Linked DNA regions of Anas platyrhynchos: region 1 is linked to region 2. The links are chromatin contacts, called in public Hi-C maps. All regions are on one chromosome and are shown on one strand. Each heading gives the region's core, a stretch centred on a gene start, on an enhancer-like site or on the middle of the called end of the contact. The rest is flanking DNA. Distances are from core to core; before and after follow the strand shown.

Region 1 (2,700 bases), core at 7-2,506, 67 kb before region 2:
AACCACTTAACATCAAAGAAAGTACCAGCTGTATAAGTTAAAAACAGAGCTCAACAGGTTCAGCTTTTTTCTTTTTTTTTTTTTTTTTTTTCTTTTCTTCGTTTTTTTTTTTGCTTTGGAAACCCACGGAGGAAAGATGCATAAACATATTTAGCAACAGGCATGGTGGAATGTACAATTTTGTATTGAGCGAGTTCCCAACCTCACCGACATGATCCAATTTATAACTGCAAATCTCCTGACACATATTTCTGTTAGAGAGTTTAACAAAATCCAAGTCTGCTGAACAATAGGGCTCATCCTGCCGAGCTTAAACTGGCCTCCAGCCAGGCAGACATGGCCCACTGCCAGCAATATTACCAATGAAAAATTCAGTCAATACAAAAATGACTAACAACAATAAAAAGTATTTCAATGAATCAGTGGTTTTAATGTTATTTGAATGTCCACACAGAACATGGGAATAAAGAGTAATACGTAGGTGTGCATGGTAAACGTGAAGCATGTTTGAAAGGGAGCAGACAGAAAAGGGGTATCTTATTATTCAAACAAGGCAAAGGGAAGGTATTTGCTTACTGAAATATCCATCCAGAACAGACAGGCTCATTTCTATGGCCTTGTTCAAAGACACCCCCAGTTTACCCACAGCTGTCTACCCACCCAAAGAGGAAGAATGGCGCACACAATGCTGCCTGTGAGGCTTAGGACACTAAATCTTCCCTTTCAATAGTGCTACGCGGTGTTTAAAGCAGGTGCTCATTGAAGTCCTTTCTCTGGGCCACAATTCAACGCCGTGTCCAGCACGGGGCCCTCACCACCCCCATTGCACTGCTACAGCTTGGCAGAGGCTTTGCACCCAACAGGAGGAGGAAGACCAAGAGCTGGGCATCTCCTAGCCTCCTGGTCACTGCTGGTTTGAGATGCCTCTGCTCTCGACAGCCAAAGCAGCTTGAAGACCACCTCAGGTTAGGCAGCAAGTATATATTTTAAGCACTTAGCCACTGCAGTGACGAGCACGGTATAAATAGCAGCAGACAGATTTATATCCCTCATCCTCAGAAACTGCTCAGATTGTTTTCCGTTTAAAAGAAATGGAAAGAATAAAAACACATGAAATAGATTTGTGCCTGCTGAGAATCATTTCCTCGTGCTTAGCAGCCACCCTTTTTTTAATGGCTGAGGCGAGGATCCTGTGGCTATTTCTGGAGCTGGGAGCAGAGCTGAAGGAGAGCCAGCAGGGGTTGCTCTTTCTTTAGAGCTACGAAGTGCCCAAAGCTGGAAATAAAACCGAGGAAAGGGGATGTGCCTGCCCTGCCCTTCCCTGCCCTGCTGCTTCCCGGCCTCAGAGCCACCAGCTATGGCGGGCCTGCGCACTGGAGCCAAAGCAATGAGAGGACTGCGATGAACAAAAGGAAAATCCATAAAATGTAGGGTGTGACCACCTGCTAACTACTCAGCTGAGGTGCCTCTACGCTAGAAAACACGATGGGCAACATGAGCATGAGCGGCTGCAACAACAGCCTCAGAGACGCAGGCGCTGGGCTGGAGGCCCAACGATGCCACGCGGCGCCCGCAGCTCCGGGATCCATGGCCTGGCTGGGTGCCCCAGGGCGTGTGACCATAACACACCGGCTTGTTTCGGTGCCGATCATGGGCAGACTGTGGCAACAGTTCGTGCCTGCACTGTACCAAACACCTTCTGCTTGACAGAAAGGATTGGGCGGCTCAAACTGTAAACAAGCAGTAGCGCCATGCTAACGCGGCGAGCTGCCACTGCCACCGCGCGTGCCTGAGGCACCGCGATCAGACAGCACTTCCAGTAAATCTTGACTGTGGCTTTTTTTTTTTTTTCCTGAAAACCATGTAAGATTTTTCAAAATGCTTAATAGTAGAGGCAGAGGTACTCCTGATTGCACCCCGCAGCTCCCAGTGGGACCCCCACCAGGTGGAGGCCTGGCAAACTTTAAGAGACATTAATATTGCATGGACGATCTGTACTAGGCAACATATTTTGACTACATTTATAGCAGGTCTTTAACTTTTTACATTGATAATAAGTTCAATTATCTGGCAGGAGCCTTATCCTGCACATGCAGATGTGCAAGCACAGACAGGGAAAGTCAGACTCTAGAACTGAGCATATACGGCGTGTTACAAAGAAATCATTTTCATCTGCATCCTTTGGGAATCCAACCTCAGGAGCTTTGCAAATTCACTGAAATTGTTTGTAACCTCTGTAAACATTAATGCTATTTTAGTTCACTTTTTAAAGTTTGCATTCTGCTTTTTGTTGTTGTTGTTTGTTTGTTTGTGCTTGGTATTGAAATAAAGTGGAAACCAAAGTTGTTGTTTCACACAAGAAAACAATTTCATAAACAAGTCAACCAACTCTACACATATTCAAACAAGGAATGAATCTGCAACAGAAGTGGCCATTATGTTAATTATTAGTGGGTACTACAAATTATCCAGGTGCTGGGCATGTGGAATACTGCACAAAAATATTTTCAGTTGGCCTGTCATTTTACCCTTAGAAGTGATCTGGAAGGTAAAAGGAAGTTAAGCACCCAAATACCTTTGAAGGCTTGAACTGAACTCTTAATTTGGGTATCTAACTCCTATTGATTGGGAGTGGATGACGGGACTTTTAAAATCCTTTGAAGATCCTGTCTGCCATGCTTTCAAAGTTCCTTTGTCAAG
Region 2 (2,700 bases), core at 10-2,509:
TTGTCATTTGTTTGACACTATTATTCTAGAAAAATTATAGCACATGGCCTCTCTGATACCTAGAGGGTTTTTGCCAACTGCCTGCTTGCTAAAAAGGCATGCCTCTGGCACTTCTAAGATAGGTTCAAAACAAAATAAACGTGTATGTTAATGCTCACATTTTGTAATACTTTTGTATCCACCGTATCACAAAGATCAAGCAGATCAGAAAGGACTCTCTTCCCCATGATAACAAAATCATGAAAGAACGAGGAAATACAGGGGTTGCCGCCTGAATTGCTGTCAAATCACCTCCTCACCGCCGGGTCGCGATAAGACAAGCCTTATCACGCTGCCCAATTCACAATCAAATTACCTGCTCCTGTCCCCAGTCTGCCCTTTCCCTTCCCAGGGCTTCTGGGCAGGTGGGTGGGTGGGGGAAGCACCGTGGTCTCGGCGACTTACAAACGGGACTCCTCAGTCTGGGCACGGCGAGATGCAAATGCACCTCCAGCCACCGTGCCCGCACACCGGCCTTGCCGGGCTGCCTGCTGGAACCAGCCTGGACACCCGGGTGCATGCAAGGTGCTGCAGCGCGTGGTGCTGCTACAACCCTCCAATCCTTCTCTAGTTCAGATTGTCAGCTTTTAAGCTCTGTCCCTCCACAACTCTGAACTCACCTTTTTTAAACAAGAGGAACAATAAATTTATCCTGCTTTCACTTTTCAGCGCCCTTAGAAAGTTTATTTCAAAGATAAATATTGCTATAGTCATTCATATCTTCATGAAACCCAGCCTACCTAGCTGTAATATTTGCATTCTTTGCCTCCCTTTTAAAGTAATTTAGGATTCAACAACTGTAGACCATGGTTGCCCTTCTCCTTGGAGCAGGGACAAACTTAAATGACCCACACTAGTTTTTGGCAATTCTTCAAGGACTTACAAAGCTTGTACACTGCTTTTAGCGTATGCAGGACTACATAGGAATAAACTTTGGTAACTGAGACAACCTTTCCTTCCCTTTTTTCTCTGCTAACTGCCACCAGTTTATTTTTAATGGCTATCATGCATGTTCTTACAGTCAGGTTCCAAGCCTGCAGCAAGGGAAAAGCGGGCACGCTCCCCAGGCAATCCTTGAAACAAACATACCAAAGACACCTTTGTTACCACCCTGAATCTATGCCTGAATTAAAGGCGAGGTAGTTGCACAGTATCAGCCTCATGAATTAAGGAGAAATCAGCTGAGGTTTCCTCACTTTTCATACACAGTCCATGGAAACTACTTAGTCAAGGCCTTTTGGCTATGTAAGTGCCAGCCCCTTGCAGTGTGACCCCTGTAACAACGGGACAATGTGACCCAGCTCAAGACACTCTTTAAATCTAGCACCCACTTTTTCTTAGCCCTTTGTGATGTCAGTTATTTATCTTCTACTTCACCAGGGTTAGAAATAACAAAGATCAGTGCTCAAATTTCTGAAGCCGCAACTTTTAGCTCCCAAAATACACTTTAAGCAACAAAAAGATCTCTTTTTAAATGGTAGAACAACTGTGTGCTATTTTGCGTTAAAAGGGTTTGAAAGGATTTTCAGAAACTATGCTGCATTTCACACTTGCTTATTAATTCTCCTCATTCTCCTTATTAGCATGTACAGACAACACAGCAGCTCAAGGACAGCTCGCTGAAGCAGCTCTGTGCTTGGTCAGCCAGCCTTAGAGATAAAGCACAATGATGCCTCATGTTCTTCAAAGCTGTACAGCAGAGCAGATCTGTCCTGCTCATATTTTTAAAATTCTTAAATGCCAATGTTTTTGTGGAAGCTGATTTACAAAAAGTAATAATAATAATAAAAAAAAATCATTCACATCTTCACCATTGTGCCTAATACACTGTCTTGGACATGATATTGACTAACCTGCTGTTTTAGTCTCCCATTGCAAATATTTTGCAAAATCCTGGGAATGAGGCCAATCCCTGAGAAGCAAAAGAAATAGACTCTAGATATTAGCTAACTAAAAGCAATAACCATCAGCCTTGTGGGATACAACACTCACTACAGAATTACATATGTATTAGAAGCAACTGGGGAGAACAAAAAGTTGTGGATTAGATGGCGATGGGGCAATCCCTGGGACCTCAAACAGAAAGAGACAGAGTTAGACCAGCACCAGGAAGCAGCCATTGCAAACTGGGGATAAATGGACATTTGAGATTGCGCATGTGCTGATCAGTGCACACTCACGAGTTGCTGCAGCAGGGCCTACCAGAATTACCTGCAAGCATGCTCTGAGACAAGTTACTCCTCCACAGCTACCACAGACATCTCTGATCAGCAGCAAATTCACAGCAGCAGCATGTCCATCTGCTCTTGTCATGAGAAGGTGAAGCAGGTAAGGAACATACAGGCAGACATACGTATACCCATGCATGGACGCTGCTGTGAACACATTCACAGTTCAAACCTTTTGTATATTTTCTGTCAAGCACTGTTTTTCATACATATGCAAAGCTATGTAACATACAATTAGTTCTTTCACACTAGAGCGCTGCATAAAACAGAGTAACTGCACCGAAAATTAGCTTTTGATATTTATTTGTTTGACAATGTAGAGATCAAAATGATTGTTGTACTGAGACTGAAATCTAGGAGCAGTCACTATTTAATTTCCCTTAAGAAAAGAGTGGTAGATACTATTAAATACAAAATTCAAACCTTTCATCCG

The links. A called contact is a pair of places that touch in the nucleus more often than the background predicts.
Region 1: a Hi-C map of skeletal muscle shows a contact between it and region 2, with 2.8 times the contacts expected there. The contact joins two enhancer-like sites. A contact is called at or near these places in 2 of 8 Hi-C or Micro-C datasets (liver and skeletal muscle).

The regions. Positions count from the first base shown.
Region 1 is chr3:56,719,482-56,722,181 of IASCAAS_PekinDuck_T2T, reverse strand. All of the region lies in intron 5 of ARID1B (AT-rich interaction domain 1B), which reads right to left. Among named protein-coding and RNA genes, the nearest start is that of TMEM242, 160 kb to the left of the region's middle. Within about 2 kb of position 1,256, at least 2 of the 8 cell types and tissues checked have an H3K27ac peak or open chromatin away from gene starts, as enhancers often do.
Region 2 is chr3:56,652,515-56,655,214 of IASCAAS_PekinDuck_T2T, reverse strand. The region is part of intron 4 of ARID1B (AT-rich interaction domain 1B); the gene reads right to left. Among named protein-coding and RNA genes, the nearest start is that of ARID1B, 170 kb to the right of the region's middle. Within about 2 kb of position 1,259, at least 3 of the 8 cell types and tissues checked have an H3K27ac peak or open chromatin away from gene starts, as enhancers often do.